Linked DNA regions of Dromaius novaehollandiae: region 1 is linked to region 2. A link is a contact called in public Hi-C data. All regions are on one chromosome and are shown on one strand. Each heading gives the region's core, a stretch centred on a gene start, on an enhancer-like site or on the middle of the called end of the contact. The rest is flanking DNA. Distances are from core to core; before and after follow the strand shown. Region 1 overlaps C2H18orf63 (chromosome 2 C18orf63 homolog). Region 2 holds the start of DIPK1C (divergent protein kinase domain 1C).

The links. A called contact is a pair of places that touch in the nucleus more often than the background predicts.
Region 1: a Hi-C map of ovary shows a contact between it and region 2, with 2.5 times the contacts expected there. The contact joins the enhancer-like site here to the promoter of DIPK1C in region 2. A contact is called at or near these places in 3 of 4 Hi-C or Micro-C datasets (brain, liver and ovary).

The regions. Positions count from the first base shown.
Region 1 is chr2:107,742,782-107,746,014 of bDroNov1.hap1, reverse strand. C2H18orf63 (chromosome 2 C18orf63 homolog) reads left to right here. Exons shown (of 15, transcript XM_064507134.1): 14 at 2,394-2,481. The coding sequence ends at 2,450. Among named protein-coding and RNA genes, the nearest start is that of C2H18orf63, 18 kb to the left of the region's middle. Within about 2 kb of position 1,289, at least 2 of the 2 cell types and tissues checked have open chromatin away from gene starts, as enhancers often do.
Region 2 is chr2:107,691,443-107,694,618 of bDroNov1.hap1, reverse strand. DIPK1C (divergent protein kinase domain 1C) reads right to left here and starts at 1,353. Exons shown (of 4, transcript XM_064507133.1): 1 at 1,003-1,353. The coding sequence starts at 1,185.

The DNA.
Region 1 (3,233 bases), core at 40-2,539, 51 kb before region 2:
CCCCCTCCCCCATCCCACCTCCACTGCCGCCTTTCATCTGGTCTACAGAGATTTAAATTAAGAGCTAAAAAGGCAAATACATGTTTTGTCATTTTAGTATATTCCAGTTAAAGCAGGGAAAGCAACAAAATCTTATTGACCCTGCTCTGAATAAAATTAGCATTATCCATCAGTTATGTTAAATATTATTTCAAATGTATATTTAAAATATTTGTTTTCTGCAAAAGATGGTACTGAAATGAAAAGGTTTAATGGTGTTACTTAATGTAAATATGTTTTTGAAGAGGATTTTCTGGTTCTACAGAAAAGTTTTATCCTGTCTAATGTAAATGTATCCTGGGCATTTTCTTTGGCTATATAAGTGTCTAAAGTGTATAATTGTTCCAAAATGCTAATTGTAATTCATTCCGAGTTTTTAAAATGTATATTCTCTTAATTATTTAATATATTTCAATTGCTATTACATTGCTAGAAAGGGTCAACAGCAACAATTAAATAGGCTCCTCATACCGTTCGTATTTTTACATAGTTTCTCCTGTAGATGCTGGTCTCACGCTAATAGTATGTACTTCTAAAATCCTCTTCCATTTTTTTTTTCATGATTCTTAAATATTGTTGTTATCCACCAGCGGGCTATACTTCTATTTATAAATATCAGTTCTTGAATACTTAGTAGTATCTTCTCTCTCCTTCTCCTTACAGCCACATTCTTAATACTTTTACTATCTAAAAATTAGGCAGGTTAGTGAAGAGCAGGTGCCAAGCCTCCAAAGCTCAGTATAATTATATTTTCTTACATAGATATGAATGTATTATTTGTGCCACTAGCCAACTGAAAATACTGTGTGATAACTCCATAAAATAAGCCAGAATGCAGAAAACTTGCACACACTTAACTCCCTTTTCGCCCAGGTTCCCTTGCCTTTTATGTTCCATCTCAAGCAGCCACATGACCGTTTGAGGTCTCATTACCTGTGTTCAGCATAGTGCCTTTACCTAGTCCTATGTTACAATATATAAAGTTACCTTGTCAAGCCTAGTCATTAAGTGTTGATTAAGAACTTAAGAATATGTAGCCATAGTTCAGATTCCTTGATTAGATTTGCATTTCTTAACATTAAATTTCATTTGTCATCTTTTTGTTTTGACGTTTTTAAACTCAAATAACAGACAAGTCTGTAATTTTTAATGGTAATAAAAAGTACAGTCTGTGCTATCAGTGCAGTTCAGAAAGGGCCAGGACAGCAGCCTCAAGGGCTTCCTACAGGAACACACTTATACGCTAGAGGTCAGGCCATAGCAGGGAAGAGAAGGGCTGATGTGCGAAAGACGGGCCCAGTCCCTTTGAGCTGGCCCAATCCATCCACATCTGGGAAGGGCCCTTTCATGGAGCTATGACAGAGCCACTAGTTACTGACTCAGCATTGTAGATGCTGCAGCGGTAGAGTCACGAGTCAGTATTACAAAAAAGGAAAAAAAAAAGCAATTAAAATCCTGTAAGTATAAAAATTCCAACTTCTGGGGTTTGACTACTAAAGACAAGAGTTCCACTATAATACGCGTTAGGTGCTAAAGTCCCTTGCCTGCCACTGGGAATGACAAACATCAGCCGTGCTAGGGCTTGTGAGCATGGAGCTAGCTCCACAACCTGGGCAGCCTGAGCCAGCAGGGAGCTTGTAGCTGGGCTGGTTGCACGGCTGGGCTGGGGAAGTGGTACTGTCCTGCCCTAGTCATGAGTCACAAGCACCCTGTGCCACTTCTCCCTCTCGGGGAGAAGCTGTGAGTGCCACCGGTACCAGCCTGAACCCTGGGAGCTGCTGTTGGGAAGTGGCAGGAGGCAGCAAGTCCTCCTCGTCTCCCTGCCATGCTCCCAGCATGGCATTGCCACCGCTGGAGCCAAGTGCCATGGATGCACGGCTCTGCAGAAGCTGGACTCAGCTGGAGTCTCAGGAATAGGAGTACTTGCCTAATGACTGGCTAGGGATGGGTTCACGAATGCTCTTTCATCTAGCTCCTCCTCTTTCCAAAATAAAATATAATGGTGCTGAATCCTGCTGTTTGTCATGGGGATACTAGTTAACACTTCTGTGAAAACTGAGCCTTCATCATTATCTCAAGTTTGGACACCAAAATTGATCAATGTTTCTGGAAGTCTTGGCTGCCAGTACTTATAAGGGTATTTTCAAAATAGTTTTGGTTTTAATTATGTACCCATTGCACATATAATCCCACTTTAAAAAGTATTTACATTGATTAATGTAAGTGTTTATTTTCCATTTCTGATACCTTTCAACTAAGCATTTCACTCAAAAAAAATTTCTTAGTTGAGCTGTTAGCTTAGTGTTACTACTTTGTTTGCTTTACTCTTTTTTTGTTGTTGTTTCTTGTTACAGAAAGAAGGCGGCTCTTCAAAGTTAAATAAAGCCAAAAGAAGTAAGCCTTCTGTTTAGGATGTTGTGGATTACTGAAGGAAAACTCTGGGTATGCTCATTACAAATTTGAAAGGGTTTTTTTCTCTTTATTAAAATCATATTACATGTTTATAATAGCTTCTTCTGTTATAATGGATTATGATCATCCTATCAACTATCTCTAAAGGAATCACTTCTGTAAATGAGGGGCTTCCAGAACAAGATAATAATGTAACAGAATCCAAGATTCTTGGTTTCTCTGAACACTAGCAAATAAAGCTTTGCTTTTTTGTGAAAAGAAAAAAGTAATGTTAAATACAAAGGCATCTTGTCCTTAGTAGTATGCAGAATCCTGCTTAAATCTCTATTTTGATTGGATCTTTTTTTTTCTGCAAACTAAAATAAACCTAATTTTTGTGTTGCTGAGTTTCATTTGAGTCTGAGCTAAAGTTAAACCATATAACCATTAATGTGAAGCTATGTATATCATTTAATATTGTGACATGAAATAGATTGGCTAGATGCTAAGATCTAATCCAAGGACAAAATGGCCTGTTATACAAAATGAATAAAAATTAGTTTTGTAGCCAGATATTTGAGCTAATACTGCCCACATCATGAGAAGTTGTTGATGTTAGCTTTGCAGGACAGAACAAGCTTTTCCTTTGAATATTAAGGATATATATACCAAATGAAAAGCACTAGTGTTATCGATCTACTAACCTATTGCAAGTTATCAGTATTAAGACATGCTGGAAGGAGTAACCTATGCAGTTAACTGTTTCAGAGAAAAGTGGAAGTATATGCATTCAAAAGAAAATA
Region 2 (3,176 bases), core at 104-2,603:
TGTCAAGCCTGATGGTTATAGTTACTCCTCCTTTATTATGCAGAATTTAGGGGAATTTATGGCCAGCAGTCGCTTGCTACTGTAACAGATTTTTAGTGTCCATTAGAATTCTCCCCTTTGCTTTCCACTTAAAATATCTTAATTAAACAACAAAATGAAACTCAAAAGTGTTAACCCACATTGTTCCTCTTGTCGAAGCATTGAAATTGGCCTTTACTAGATAATTCTAAACCTCTTAACATTTTTCCTTACTTTTAGGGAGATTTCAGTGAACATTCCCAAATCCCTTCCTGAATCTTGAATAACCACGTTTTAAATGCCAGCCCCTTATCAGACGTCAAGGACACACTCTAAGCCGGGCAGCATTTCTGAACGACGATTTTTGCACAAAAACCTTTTCGACTGAAGAAAATCGGGGCGGGGTGGGGGGGAGGCTTTCCATTTCGGCGCATGCAGAATGCCGAGCTACCCTTTCCGATACGGTTCAGGAGCGTGTCTGCCCACAACGCCGGGTGCGCGCTTCACCGACCTCGGGCAGCAGCTTTCGGCAGAGCTGCTCCCGAGAGTCAGCCCGCTTTCTGCATCCCGCCCCGCGAAGAGGGCAGCGTGGCTTCTGCGCTTAGCGCTGGCTTTAAAGCCCGCCGCGGGGGAGCCCCCGCCGTGCGCGGCGCCTGGGCCGCCCACCGCGGTAACGGCCGTAACGGTCGCAACGGCCGTGCGGCGGGCAGTGCCGGGCGCTCGCGCCCTCGCCGCCGCTCCCCGCGGCAGCCCCGCGGCGCGGCGCCAACCCGAGCGGGGCGAAGCCGGTCCGCAGCGCCCCGACGGCGCGGCAGCAGGCGGATACCGGCGCCCCTCGCCGCCGCCGAAGCTCGCTGCGCGTTACCCCGCGGGCGGCCTCCCGCGGCGGGGCGAGGGGCACGGCGGGCGGACGCGGAGGGCGCCGCCGGCTGCCGCGCCGCGGGGAAGGCTGCGGGCGGCGCCGCGCCGTGCCGGGGTACCTACCAGCCTCGCCAGGATCCGGCGGCTCTTCTCGTCCGTGCAGCGCTCGGAGAAGACGCTCCTGTGGACGAGAAAAAGCAAGGCGCTCACCACCATCCAGCAGGCAGCCCAGCAGAGGAAGAACACGAGGGTGCATCGCCTCCAGATTTTGAGCCGCAGCCTCTTCAAGCCGGGGATGCCCCGCATCGCCGGGCCGGGCCGGGCCGGCTGGTCGCCTCAGCCGGTGCAGCCCCGAGCGAGCGGCGGCGGGCGCCGCGCTGCTGCCCTCCTCGCGCACTTGTCCCGCTCCATGCCGGCGCCCCTCGCCGGGCGCCCCCCGCCCCGCCGCAGCCGCTCGCCCCGTGCCGGAGGGCCGGGTCCGGGGCAGCTCCCGGGGCGGCCCCGGCCCGCACGGCCCGCTCCCCCCCGCCCCCGGCCGGTGCTGTCCTTAGGGAGCCCCGAGCTCTCCTTTTGAATTTAAGCCACGTAGTTCCGCCTTCTTTTGTCTGCTCTCTCCTGTGCCAAGCGGCCCCCTGCCACCACTGATGTAGTTACTTGGCAGCTTCTGGCCCGCGGCCCCCCCTCCCCTCCCCTTTCTCCTGCAAAGTTTCGCACCCGAGAATAAAAGGGGGTTTGAAGGCTGGCGGGGGCTGCTCTGGGAACCCTCCCTCGTGTAGGTGGCTGCCTGGTACTCTGAAAGAGGCAGCCTGGAGATGGATGGCTCCTTCTAATGAAAGCGTCTCATGCTGTCAAGAGGAGACAAAAAGTTGTTTATTCTGGAGTAATTTGTGCAGTTTTATCTTCCCGGGGCTTCTGTGCCAACAGGAGGAAGAGACAGAAGCGACTCAGGCATCCATTTAGTAATGCAGAGGACTGTGTCCATCCATCTGTCCCTCCGTGAGGGGTCATCCCCAGCACCAGGCACCACATCCCTGCCCCGGGGCTGCACTGCCCATGGCAAGATCCCCCACCAAGGGCCCGCACACTCCCACAGGGATTCAGGCTGGCTCCTGCCCAGCACCACCATGTCTGGGCGCCCTAGGCAGCAGGTGGGGAAAGCCTGTGCAGTGGCTCCAGCAGGCAGCCTGAATACAACCCCAAACCAGAGCAGTGAGACAAGGGTGCTCGGGGATGATAATTTGTCTCCCTGCCCTCTGGCAGAGAGTTATTTCCATGTCCTTCCTTTCTGGGGACAGAATGGCTCCATGGGCTAGTGTGGCCTCCCTCCATCATATTTAATTTTGTTAGTGTTTCTGAGGGGTCAAAGACCATGCTGGAGATTTGATCCTGTATAGGGAGCAAGATCCTGACATCCTTTCCTCAGTCCTGGTGCAGATGTTTACTGTGTCTGGTTACGGCACTGCATTCACTCCTTTCTCCGTTGATTCCCACTCACCTCACCTCACCTCTTGGGCCAACACACAGGTTTCAGTGGGAAAATTCATATTCTAAAGTATAGCTCAATGTAATATGCATATCTGATTTGGGTTTACTATCAGATACAACAAGAAAGGAACAGATTCATTTTCTTTCTCTTGTATGGATGGTTACCTCGTGCTACTTGCAATCCTATAGCAGTAAGATAAATTGTGGTTAAAAAAACCACATGGAGGGTAAACCGCTTACTCAAAGTGAGTAAGAATAGCAGAATCTGGCCCACGGATGGAGAAGTTCAGAATAATTCAATAGACTCATTCTAATGTGCACCTTTGGTAAGCTGCTCTGGGGCACATTTTGTTAGTAAATGAATTTAATCTGATATGGGGAAGGTTCAGTGTTGGAGAGCTGGGTTCAGGGATGTCTGTTCTGCACCATCATGTCCAGCTTCATCGTGAGAGATGTCTCCCAGTACAAGTCGTTAACAAGAAAGATGCATCTATTGATGTGTGATGTATGATTAAATACTACCTCTCAGGACAGCAAGGTAAGAACACAGCTGCACCCAACTCACTGCTCTTCTCACCTTCTGCATGTTTAGTACAGGTCTCCCCTCCATGGCAGAGTAGTGCTTGAAATATGTTTTCTAAGTATATGACAGACTAAGAGAAAATGGAAAGATAAAAACATTACTGAAAATACTATAGCTTTCTAGAGACTGGCAGTGGAGAGGGGAATATAGGAAATAAGAGCAACTGTCCCGGAGGCAGAATCATTATCACTAGCCACATCTGTTGAGTGTTTTGCTTCCTCTCTCTGCC